2 separate regions of the Bos taurus genome follow, and region 2 is linked to region 1. The links are chromatin contacts, called in public Hi-C maps. All regions are on one chromosome and are shown on one strand. Each heading gives the region's core, a stretch centred on a gene start, on an enhancer-like site or on the middle of the called end of the contact. The rest is flanking DNA. Distances are from core to core; before and after follow the strand shown.

The links. Hi-C and Micro-C count contacts between places; a contact is called where the count stands out from the background.
Region 2: a contact with region 1 is called in a Hi-C map of liver, with 7 times the contacts expected there. The contact joins the enhancer-like site here to the promoter of CNEP1R1 in region 1. A contact is called at or near these places in 3 of 11 Hi-C or Micro-C datasets (liver and skeletal muscle).

Annotation. Positions count from the first base shown.
Region 1 is chr18:18,446,254-18,452,776 of ARS-UCD2.0, reverse strand. CNEP1R1 (CTD nuclear envelope phosphatase 1 regulatory subunit 1) reads right to left here and starts at 1,901. Exons shown (of 6, transcript NM_001034303.2): 1 at 1,748-1,901; 2 at 624-695. The coding sequence starts at 1,772.
Region 2 is chr18:19,055,341-19,061,616 of ARS-UCD2.0, reverse strand. No RefSeq gene overlaps it. Among named protein-coding and RNA genes, the nearest start is that of SNX20, 16 kb to the left of the region's middle. Within about 2 kb of position 2,031, at least 25 of the 102 cell types and tissues checked have an H3K27ac peak or open chromatin away from gene starts, as enhancers often do. A contact at or near this core is called in liver, where this site is marked.

The sequences.
Region 1 (6,523 bases), core at 652-3,151:
TTTCACTTTTCACTCTTCTTGGAAAAAATTAGACTTCAGCAATGAACAGCCAAGAAATTAAGACTCTCCCAACATAAGTTACCAAAGTATTCTGCTTACTGATCTTATCATTTATATATTTGTCTACATTTCCTATTTCCTATATATTTCCATGCAGCAGTAACTACAATTCTTTCAAGTCACATTTTACAGTATTGGTGAATATCACTTCCTTTAACAAACTTTACTTCAATAGTTTATAGGCAAAACTGTAAAACTGCTAAACAGATCACTGAAATTTTTATCACGTGTTCTGGTAACCAGATTTGCCATATATGTCTAACAAAATATATGTATTTTAATATAAAAATAAAAATTCAACCACACAAAATAAGACTATCCTTTTAGGGCTGTCAGTTTCTTTTCTTAAAATTTCTTTAAAATGCTGTTATTTACAAAATTAAATAGATCTAAAACTGTCAAAACAAAAGGGAACCTTATGGTTTAATAAAGCAAGCATTTGTTTGCTTTTTAAGCAAGCATTCGTTAATCAAAAGTTTTACGTGAAAGCAAATCACTGCTAGGTAGAATAAAAGTATCAACTGTCAGCTTATTTTCCTTTAAAAAAATGTCTAAGCACTTACTTCTCCAACGTCCAGTGGCAGGTTGCAAACAATGAATATATTCAGTAAGTCTCCTCTCGAAAGCCTTGAGATCTAAGTAAAAAGATTTCAATTTTGAAATTAGCTACTCTTACTAGTCTGAATCTATTACGATGAATTTTAAATACTCTAACTGCTTCAGGTCTTGCACACCAACTTACACGTATGACTGCACTGTTTACTTCTTCACTATGACACCTTTATGCACTTGACAGAAACACTAGGTTTCTATAGTTCCAATTTCACATATAAGAAAACTAGCTGGTTCCTCGTAAAATGGTATGTGGAAAATCAGCAGCAGCCTCAGTCGGCGCCAAAAGCTAGAAATTTGGGGTTGCAAAAAAAGGATCAAAATCAAGTCGAGTTTTAACTCTGTTGGAATCAAGAACTCCGTATTTGGATAATGTCTTTCCTAGGACCAAAGTCTCGATGCCCTTATGTTTAATTAACAGCTACGCTTTCAGTCTGCTCTTACTGGACTGATACAGCTAACGGAGGAGTAATGGAAAGACGCTCCCTTTTCCAGCCTCCCAAGAGCTTACAAGACGATCTATGTGGCACTTCTGGAGCGCCGACGCCTAGTTCTACAAGACAGGGGCGTTTAAGGTGTTCCCTCTGAATGAGCAAGGTAAGGTATCATTTTCAGTTGCGCTTTTCAAACTTTAAAAAGGAGAGCAAGAAGCACTCCCTTACCCCGGCAGTTACCAAAAACCAAGGCAGGAATTAGGGATACAACTCTTAACGACTATCAGAAAAAAATAAAGTGAGTTAGCGCCCTACAAGGCACAAAGTACAACCGTTTGCTAACGAGTAAGAAATAGAAGTAACCGGGCGAGAAGCTCCCTGGTCCACGCAGGGGGAATGAGGGGGGAGCTGACGCAGCGCCTCTCCAGCGCCGGCGGAGGCCAGGCGCGCCGGAAGCAGTGCCTGGCCGTGTCCGGCCGCCCCTTGGCCCCTGGGCCGGCCCCCGCGCCCCCAGCTCCGGGCCCCGTCAGTCCATCCTTCGCGGCCTCCTCTCTCCCGACCAGTTCCCACGATTCCGGCGCCTCGAGAGCCCCGCAAGCTTCCGGGAGGAGTTAGGGAAGGACCCAGGAGGCGCACCCTACCTTCCGCCTGCTCCAGCGAGTTCATGTCGGGCGGCAGCTCCGGTCACCGGCGCGGCCCCGTCCGCATCTCAGCTCCGCGGTCCCTACCCGGCCCGCAGCGCCAACTCCCACCTCTAACCGCTTCCCTCCGCCCCTCTTCTTGGCACCGCCCCTTGAATAGACCCGCTACTCTCATTGGACATTTCCGCCAGACCCTATAACTAAGACGGCTTTCTACTGGCTAGTTCCCTCACGGTCCTCGGGCACCGGCGTTGGACGGTCAGCCAGAGGGACCAAGAGTTGTCGGCGGCTGAGTTGACGTGACACTAGCGCCGCCTCCTGCCCTGGGGAGGAACTGCAGCCTGTCCCGGAAAGTTCATTCATTCGTGTGTGTATTTCTAGTTTCCGGCTTGATTCTTTCATTACTTAAATAAGCCTGGCGTGCTGCAGTCCATGGGGTCGCCAAGAGTCGGATATGACTGAGCGACTGAACGACGACGAACCCTTTAAGTACACATTTCTCCCTTGGTTATTTTTTCTCATGACATCCAATTTTCATAAATAGTAAAATGAGCAAAGTGTTCTGGAACTTTAAAAAAAATCTGTAAGGCATTGACTACATTTATATTTGATTAAAACGCTTTCTTGCTCCTTTCCTTGTGGTCACTCATTCATTCAAGAACTATTGCATGTCTGGCAGGCACTGTATTTATCAGGGATTCAGTTTAGCAAGATAGACAAGATTCCTATCCTCAAAATGGAAGGGTTACAGCAGACAATAAACATGCAAATAGATCGTTAATTTCAGATAATCTTGGTTCTGTGAAGGAAGTAACAGGGTAATAGGATACAATGAGATAAGAGTGGGAGGTGGATGGTGGGGTGGTTGGTGGTGGGAAATGGGAACTAGTTCTGCTGCTGCTGCTGCTGCTAAGTCGCTTCAGTCGTGTACACTCTGTGTGACCCCATAGACGGCAGCCCATCAGGCTCCCCCGTCCCTGGGATTCTCCAGGCAAGAACACTGGAGTGGGTTGCCATTTCCTTCTCCAATGCATGAAAGTGAAAAGTGAAAGTGAAGTCAATCGCTCAGTCCTATCGGATTCTTAGCGACCCCATGGACTGCAGCCTACCAGGCTCCTCCGTCCATGGGATTTTCCAGGCAAGAGTACTGGAGTGGGGTGCCATTGCCTTCTCCGAACTAGTTCTAGGGAAGAGCTATTTAATACATAGGGCGGGACGTTTGATTTGAGAGCCCCAAAAAGCAACTGGCTATACAAAGATAGGTGCTAAGAAGCTCCAAGTGGCACTGGGATTTTTTCACTGTTGGTATTTTATTTACTCATCCTTCAGTTTTCCTCTTCCCCACTTGCTATTAGAACTAACACATTCTTGCCCATTACTTCACTTTGTAGGTTCCTTTACCCTAACACTTCCAGAGCCTTCCTCTGAGCCAAACCCTTTACATACATTATCTCATTTAGCGCTCCAACACAATCTTTTTTTAAACTGTGGGTCAAAACCCCTGAGAAGATCATGAAAGGCATGAAATGAGCCATAATTGTTATTTTGTAAATATGAGCTAAAGTAAAACTTAAAATATTAGCATCACTAGAAGTAAGAATGTGTCATTTCATGATTCTTTATTTTGTTTGTGTGTGTATTACATATGTGCTATGTTCTGATCATAATGTAAAACATATATGTAACTGAGCATTCCAACAAAAAAAAAGGTTGAAAGCCACCAATGTAGGTATTAATAGGCTCATTTACAATGAGAAAAGTAAAACAAACTTGCCCAGAAGTGTGTGTATCAGTCACACACTCATGTCACAGATTCATTTTCATCTGTGTTCAAAAAAAAAAAAAAAACATTGAACATGCCTTTGAAAGGGTGTATATTTTTATCCTGTTATTGGCACCTGCATGTATGGATCACGGGGGCCTGGGGAACAGTGAGGGGAGGAAGAGAGGAAAATAGGGGCTCATAGCCAGGCTAAAAAATTTTAAACCTGAAGTAATGGGGAGACCAAAGGATATAGATTTGTAGAAACATTATATCAATGAGATTTGTCAAGAAGATAGTTAACAAATATTTAAGGAATACATGTTTCAGACACTGGGATATAAGCCGAGAATGCAAAGGTCTCCCTCTGGGGTCTTCTGCCCTGTGTAAAAGATAGTGTTTAGTGTAAAAACAAAAGAACACTGAAGACCCTTAAAACATCAGTGATAAGATGAAGATCTGCTTCAAAGAGGGATAGCCAATACAATAACTAAAGTTTCTTCTATTTTCCTGGAGGTCTGGTGCTATATCTTTTATAGTTCAGGAGTATGTAAACCTCCTTAAACCCCACAGCAGCAATATGAACCAAAAGTTGTTATCAAATCCATTTTAGGGTTGAGTTTAGAAATAGGCAGATGAGTTGATTAGCTCCAAACACTTCCGCTGGGATTATCCTTGACTCTCTCTCCCTCTCTCTCTCCACACGGTGGATCAGATTCTATAGCAAATCTCTTGGCTCTACCATCCACATCGATTTAAAATTTAATCACTTCTCACCACCTCTGCAGCTCCCACTCTAATCCAAGCCACCGTATAGCCTGGATTTACAGCTGTGGCCTCTCACCAGCCTCCTGTTCCCACCCTTTTGCCAAATAGTGATTTGTAAAATACTAAAAGATCACACGTTGTCCTCAGGAACCTCCAATGGCCCCTTGGAGTGACTACAACAGGGATCTTCCTGCCATCTCCATGGTGACACCTTCTAAAATAATTTTGACAAATTGTATGCCTCCTCACATGTTTCAGAAGCTACATCTGAGATTTTCATCATGGACTTGAATCCTTGTAAAAGATGTATTTTATAGTATTGTAAATATTGACATTTGGAAGTAAACTCTTATGTGACTCTTTTAAAGGTATTCAATGGAATCAAAATACCATGGCAATTTGACACCCACCATCATCCCTTTAAAAATACATGAATATCTGCTATGAATATGGACATAAAAATTCTTTAAAGAATTAGCAAATCAGATCCAGCAACATATAAAAAGGAGTATACAACAAGGTGAAGTGTGATTTATCCCATGAATGCAAAGTTGGTTTGACGTCAGACTTAGACAATGAACTTATGGTTTATGAGGGAGAAGGGTTAGGGGGAGGGATAGTTAGGGAGTTTGGGAGTTTGAGAGAACACATTGCGGTATTTGAAATGCATAACTGACAAGGACCTACTTTACAATTCAGTTCAGTTCAGTCGCTCAGTCGTGTCCGACTCTGTGCGACCCCATGAATCACAGCACGTCAGGCCTCCCTGTCCATCACCAACTCCTGGAGATCACTCAGACTCAGGTCCATCGAGTCAGTGATGCCATCCAGCCATCTCATTCTCTGTCGTCCCCTTCTCCTCCTGCCCCCAATCCCTCCCAGCATCAGAGTCTTTTCCAATCAGTCAACTCTTCTTATGAGGTGGCCAAAGTACTGGAGTTTCAGCTTTAGCATCATTCCCTCCAAAGAAATCCCAGGGCTGATCTCCTTCAGAATGGACTGGTTGGATCTCCTTGCAGTCCAAGGGACTCTCAAGAGTCTTCTCCAACACCACAGTTCAAAAGCATCAATTCTTCGGCGCTCAGCCTTCTTGACAGTCCAACTCTCACATCCATAACATGACCACTGGAAAAGCCATAGCCTTGACTAGACGGACATTTGTTGGCAAAGTAATATCTCTGCTTTTGAATATGCTGTCTAGGTTGGTCATAACTTTCCTTCCAAGGAGTAAGCGTCTTGTAATTTCATGGCTGCAATCACCATCTGCAGTGATTTTGGAGCCCAGAAAAATAAAGTCTGACACTGTTTCCCCATCTATTAGCCATGAAGTGATGGGACCAGATGCCATGATCTTCGTTTTCTGAATGTTGAGCTTTAAGCCAAGTTTTTCACTCTCCTCTTTTATCAAGAGGCTCTTTAGTTATAGTTTATTATTATTAACTACAGTCACCGTGCTGTACATTTCTAGAACTATTCATCTTATAACTAAGAATTTACACCTTTTCACCAACATTCGCCCATTTCCCCCATCCCTCAGTGCCTACAACCACCGTTCTACTTTCTGCTTCTATGAGTTCAACTTCTTTAGATCCTACATTTAAATAAGATAACACAGTAGTTTCCATGTCTAGCTCATTTAGAATTATATCCTCAAAGCTCATCTATGCTGTCACAAATGGCAAGATTTCAATCTTTTATATAGTCAAATAGTATTCCTCTGTGTGTGTGTGTGTGTGTGTAGCTCACGTTTTCTTTATCCATTCAACCACCAACAGACACTCAGGTAGATTGTTTCCACATGTTGGCTGTTGTGAATAACGCTATGATGAACTTGGGGGTGCAGATAGCTCTTTGATATACTGATTTAATTTCCTTCAGATATATCCCTAGAAGTGGGGTTTCTTTCTAGATCAAATGATAGTATTTTATTTTTATTTTTTTTGGCCATGCTGTTCAGCTGGTGGGATCTTGGTTCCCTGACCAGGGGTTGAACCCAGGCCACAGCAGTGAAAGTACAGAGCCCTAACCACAGGAGCATCTGGGAATTCCCTATTTTAAATTTTTAAAATTAAATCTCTGTACTATTTTCTAAAATGGCTCTACCAATAGCAATTTTATTCTTATTTTTTCATTATTATACATCTATGCACTGAAAAGAACTTCCCTCATAGTTCAGTTGGTAAAGAATCTGCCTGTAAAGCAGGAGACCATGGTTCAATTCCCAGGTCAGGAAGATCCACTGGAGA
Region 2 (6,276 bases), core at 782-3,281, 610 kb before region 1:
TGTCTCTTTCCTCGGCTTTGCCTTCTCTCTCAACAAGCTCTGCTCCTGGTGCCAAGACGGCTGTAGCAGCACCAGGCTCAGATGTTCCTTCTCGGCAACCCCCCCCCCACCATAGGGCTCCCACAAAGCTCTAGCTTGAAGGATGTGTAGGAAACACCCAGCCACATGTCCTTTTACTGACCACAATGAACAGGCGGGACAGACTGCAATGAATTCCCCTGGCCTTCACCACAAATTGGTCTCCACATTGTAATCCACTTTCTAAACTTCTAAATAGACATTTTTTTTAAGAGCAGTTTTAGGTTCCGCAGTAAGATTGAGTGGAAAGTACAGATATTTCTCATATCCCCTGCCCACCCACATGCAACCACTCCCCACGATGAACATTCCCCACCAGAGGGGTAAGTGTGTTACAACTGATGAACTTGCAGTGACACATCATTGTCACTCGGAGCCCATGGTTTACACTAGGGTTTACCTGGGGTGTTGTACATTCTATGCATTTACACAGAAGTATGCACCATTATGGCTTCCCTCGTGGCCCAGTGGTAAAGAATCCACCTGCCTATGCAGGAGACACAGGAGACTTGAGTTCGATCCTTGGGTCGAGAAGATCCCTTGGAGGAGGAAATGGTAACCCATTCCAGTATTCTTGCCTGGAAAATTCCATGGGCAGAGAAGCTTGGCAGGCTATAGTCCATGGGGTTGCAAAGAGCTGGATACAACTGAGCGAATGAGCATGCACGCACGCAGCCACCATTATAGTATACTTAATGTGATAAATTAAACGATGATTAGAGTGATTAAATTTTATCTATATATCATGAGCATTTCCCTAGAATATGTAATATTCTTCCATGCTATTTCTAACAACATAGATTTCTAATGTATGTGCCACCACTATTTTAAGTGTCTTGTAAGGTTCCGAATTTTTCTGAATGCAGCCAGCAGGGCAGCCAATGTCTTGATCCAATATCTTTTTTGTATTTGTGCTTTCTTAAGGCAGTTTCTGAGGAGGGCATGGCAACCCACTCCAGTATTCTTGCCTGGAGAATCCCCGTGGACAGAGGAGCCTGGCGGGCTACGGTCAATGTGGTCCCAAAGAGCTGGACACGACCAAGCAGCTAAGCACAGCAGCCCAGCACAAGGCAATTTCTAGCAGAGGTATTTCTGAATCATAAACACGGTTACTGATTTTGATAACATTAATCCCCTCTCTGGAGAGGCTAAACTAACCTGCTCCTCTAGCAGCTGAGTGTGAATGAAGTGAAGTGAAATGAAGTGAAAGTCGCTCAGGCGTGTCTCTTTGCTACCCCATGGACTACACAGTCCACAGAATTCTCCAGGCCAGAATACTGGAGTGGGTAGCCTTTCCCTTCTCCAGAGGATCCCCCCGACCCACGGATCGAAGCCAGGTCTCCCGCATTGCAGGCGGATTCTTTACCAGCTGAGCCACAAGGGTAGCCCCTAAGAGATGCCCATTTCCCTGAAACTGCCGTAACACCAGATGTTAGCATTTTAAAACTATTTTTAATGTGATAGTGAGAAATGGTATCCATGATTTAGTGTCTTTTCCTTGTTTCTAGTGAGTATGAACATGTCTCATAGGCTTCCTGATCATTTTTATGGTTGTAAAAATGTTTCTTTTCCCCTTTCCATCTGTGCTTTCTGGAAGAAGGCGGGACCTGGCGAGGATCTATTCCGCCGCAATTTTAAAAATAAGCAGCAGATGGCGCTGCTGCACCGGCGGATCCTAAAGCCTCGCGGGCTGCGCTGGAGAAAAAGCATTTAAGCAAGAAGGAAATTGAGTGTTTCTCTAGAAAGGAAAAAACAAGAGTCTGAAAAACCGTCGGAAGGGGGTTAAAATAATGCTGAAAAGAAACAGCTTTTCTGGGAAAGCGCTGAGGCTTCGCTGCCTCTTCACCGCTACTTTCCACCTCCCGTGTTGTTTGAAGGGTACCCACTCGGGGTTCAGGACCTCACTTCTCGGTTTCTGCTCCTTCGTCCTCTTCCCCCAGCTCACACACCCAACAGGGCAGGAGGCCTGCTCGCTGCCTCCCCTCCACCTCCTCGGACCAATCAGCAGGAGGCAGTGACACCGCAACTCCGAACAAAACGGGCGGGTGAAAATAAGCAGTGGCGCGCAGGAGCCTCCGGCAACAGGACGGGTCCAGGCGCTGCGCTCCGCGGTCCGACAGCAGTTTGGCCGGCTGGTTTCTGAGGGAGGGCGAGGGGCCTTTCCCCAATATCGGGGGGTGGGGCTGGGAGGGGGAGTGGGCACCCACAAAGCCCTGCCCGGTGGCTTTCCAGGACGGAGGCCTTGGGTGCCACGCCCCTCCCCAGATCCCACCTTGGACCTCTTGAGGACCCAGATGGTACTTGGGGCTTCCCATCCATCTGCCGGCGGAACTGGGGGAGAGAGAAGGGCCACATAACTTGACTTCTTTTCGTCATTAGCTACCTGGACTCCCTCTCGAGACTGTTGGTCAACTGTGAGTTGAACCAGTAAGTAAATGGGAGGGAGAAAGAGGGGGAAAGTGAGAGAACAGAGAGAAGAGAAATCTGCTTTGCTTGTTAGAGGGTGCATTTGCACATCAGGCACCGTCTACTAAAGCTGAATGTGGACAACTCTGTGAGGACCCACAATCCGCTCTTAAGAATATACCCTATAGATAGACAGACACCACCATCAACAAAAGACATGAATTAGAATTTCAGAGCAGGACTACCCCCCCACCCCAGAATATTCCCCATCTAGAAACAACCCACATCTTCATCAGCAGTCAAGCAGATAAGCAAATGGTGGTACCTTCATATGCTGGGATATTATAGAGCCATGAAAACATTAGACACGTACACAATAACATGGATGGATCTCATAAATAGGACTGAGTGGCTGAAGTTAGACACAAAGGAATATAGCCTGTGTGATTCCACTGAATGATGCTCAAGAAGAGGAGGAACTAAATGATAGAGGTGAAGGCACCATGCTGAGATGGCAAAACTACCAAAAGGGAGAAAAAGCAGAGAGGGTTGAGATAGTGGCTATTATTTCTGGGGCACAAAGGGGCGGCTGATAGGAGGCGGCAGTGAGCATCTCTGTGGTATGGGTCGTGTTCTGTTCTTAGTCCTGGGTGATGGTTGCAGGGTATTTGTGCTGTAATAATTTGTTAAGTTATACGATTGCATTTATGCACTTTCTGTTTATGGTGTATTTCATGGTAAAAACATTTTTATAGAAGAATGAATAAATGCAACAATCATGAGTTCAGTATTTATCGTGCACCAGGCAACGCAGCACTCAGGCCTGGGGTTTGAGCCCGAGGCTTCTGCCCCTAGCCTGTGCTGCCTTCCAGCGCTAAACCATTGGGGATGGGCTGGGGTTCGGGGTTCACGTGATCACATGAACTTCAGCCCTCAGACTAGTGAGTGATGCAGGCCGAGAAACTTCGTACTTACGCAGCTAGTGTGGTGCTCGGACTCCAGTCCACACTTTCCTTAAACCCCAGGAACGAATTGTGAAGGTAGACCCTCAGAAATAACACTCTGCTAGTGGGGCAGGGAGATCCTCACAGGTGCTTCATTTAAATCAAGTGGTGAATTGCAGGTATGACCACAGTTCTTTATCCCTCCCGATCACCATGTCATTTGCCCTGTGATCCTACTTCCTCTCTCTACAAAGGCAGGGTCAGTTTCCCTACTCCTTAAGTCCTTGCTTTGGCCAGTATGATGTGGCAGAGGGGACAGTGCACTTGTTCCAAGCTTTCACCTCAAGAGACCTTGTGTGTTTCGCTTGTACTCTTGAGTTTCTGCCGTTGACTTGAGAAGAACATGCCCAAGGTCTCCTATGGGAGGATGAGAGACCCATGGGGCAGGACCAAGGGCAGCTGAGACCCAGTGATAGCCAGCTGACTCCCAGATGCGAGGGCAGACTCAGTCCGGATCAGCCACCTCTCAACCATGTGATTTGTGAACCCAAAGTAATAAATTGTTTTAAGCCCCTGAATTTTGGGGCTGTTTGTTATGCATAAGTAGTTAACTGATACATTGTCTGTAGACAACTGTGGGGTCTGGGAACTTGTTGGAAGAGTTTCCAGAAAGGAGATGCCCAGGCTGGGGGGTGATCAATGCCAGTCTGCCCAACACCCCTGCCTTTGCTGGATTCCCTCTGAGGCCTGGAGGAGCCTCCATGTCAATATTACCAATGAGGCTACTAATGCTATCTACAAAGAATGTAAAGAAAGGAAAGTGAAGTCGCTTAGTCATGTCCGACTCTGCGACCCCATAGACTGTAGCCTACCAGGGTCCTCCATCCATGGGATTTTCCAGGCAAGAGTACTGGAGTGGGTTGCCATTTCCTTCTCCAGGGGATCTTCCCAACCCAGGGATCAAACCCGGGTCTCCTGCATTGCAGACAGACGCTTTACCAAATGTATCTGTTAGCTATTTCTACATAACAAATAGCCCCAAAGCTCAATGGCTTAAAACAAGAATATATTATTTGAGTTCACAAATACGTGGTTGTGTGTAGAAGGAACTCATGCCAGGCTCTTGGTTCAACACCTTACACACCTTTCTCACTTAACCCTTGCACCAGCCCTATGAGGTAGGCACTATTACCATGACCATTTGACACATGAGACAGCAGACAAGAGGTTGGAGAAGCAACTCAATCCCATGGCTTGTAAGAGCTAGAACCAGGATCTGACCTCGGAGCCTGTGCCATCCAGCCTGCCCAGCCCAGCCAGTTCCCCCAGGAGCATCTTCCCCAACTTAGGACGTCAAGCCTCTGGACTCTCCAACGAAGGTCACCCCTTCCTCTGCTTGCCTTCTTCTCTCCCTCAGCGCCACCAAGTCCCCAGCATGAAGATCATGCTAAGCAGAAATCCTATCCTACAGAAGATGGTTCCTGTGGCTAAACAAGAGGCTGGTTTACAGGAAACAATCAGCAGAAAGGATGCTTTGCAACAGCTTCTAAACAGGATGAAGTGTGTTGGAACAGAGTTTGTCATTCTGATGGGGAATCTTGGAATATTTGGGTTAGAGGACTAATCCAGTCCAAGTCTCAGACATTTTTTAAGCCACGGAGTCTTCTTCAAGTGAAACTTGATATAGAAACTGAGTATGTAAGGAATACCAAAGCCAAGCTTTTCAGGCTGTGAGGTCAGGGAGGTCTACCTTGGGCTCATAGAGGGTACCCTTGGGGCTCCATGGAGCACTATTTGAGAACCACTGTGGTGGCCCCGTTGGGTCATTTAGGTGATGGGAAATAGTCTCAGGGTCACAGAGCACTAGAGTAGAAGAACCAAGACTTGAACTCAGATCTCCTGCCTCCCATCCCTAGGTGTTCTCTTCTGTGCCAAGTATTCAAGAATTAAAACACCCATTCCCAAAGGAAGGCATACACCTGAATTTTTTTTTTTTTTTAGCATCCATTTTTCAAAATGGTGCACTTGGCTTCTCACCGTGGTCATTGGACAGAATCGCTCAGTCAGCAAATTTCAGGAAGCCATTCTTTTTTTTTTTTTTTTTTTTCATTGCTTTGTCATATTTAGCTTGGGGTCCACTGGGACCCTGGACCCTTTTTCTCATGATCAGTTCTCTTGCTTATTACTCTCCCCTCACCTCACTGCACAGCTCTATGTAGCCAGTTCCCTAAGGAGCAGCTTTTCCCCAGTATCTTCACAACCTCCTCTACCTTCTGGGATGATGGTCAGATTGCAGGTGTCTGCAGACGTGAGAGGATGCTCCAGAGCATTCCTCGGGTCCTGGAGGAGCTAGGAAGGCCAGGGAAGAAGCTGGGCGTCACACATTAGGTGTCTCTGGGTTTCGTCTGCCTGGCTCCTTCTGGAAACAGCACGTGGGTGTTCTCCATTGGGAGCCACCCCTCTGTGATTCCCATCCGTGTAGTTTCTGGGAGCACTGGCTGCCCATGGGCCATCTCGTCCCTTCCCTGGGCCTCCATTTCTCTGCTGGTAAGTCGTCGTCACTTCCTAGGGATTCTGTGAGAATGACCACAAGCTGGGTACTCAAAACAACAGAAATTGATTGTCTCACAGTTCTGGAGGCCAGAAACCTGAGATCAAGGCATCAGAGGGCCGTGCTTCCTCTGCAGTTCTGGTGAAGAACCTGCACCGTGCATCTCTCCAGGCTTCTGGCAGCTTCTGGCAATCCTTGCCATTCCTGGTTTGTAGACACATCACTCTGATCTCCACCTCCATCTTCACATGGTCCCCTCCGTATGTATCTGCATCCAAATTCCCCTCTTCCCATAAG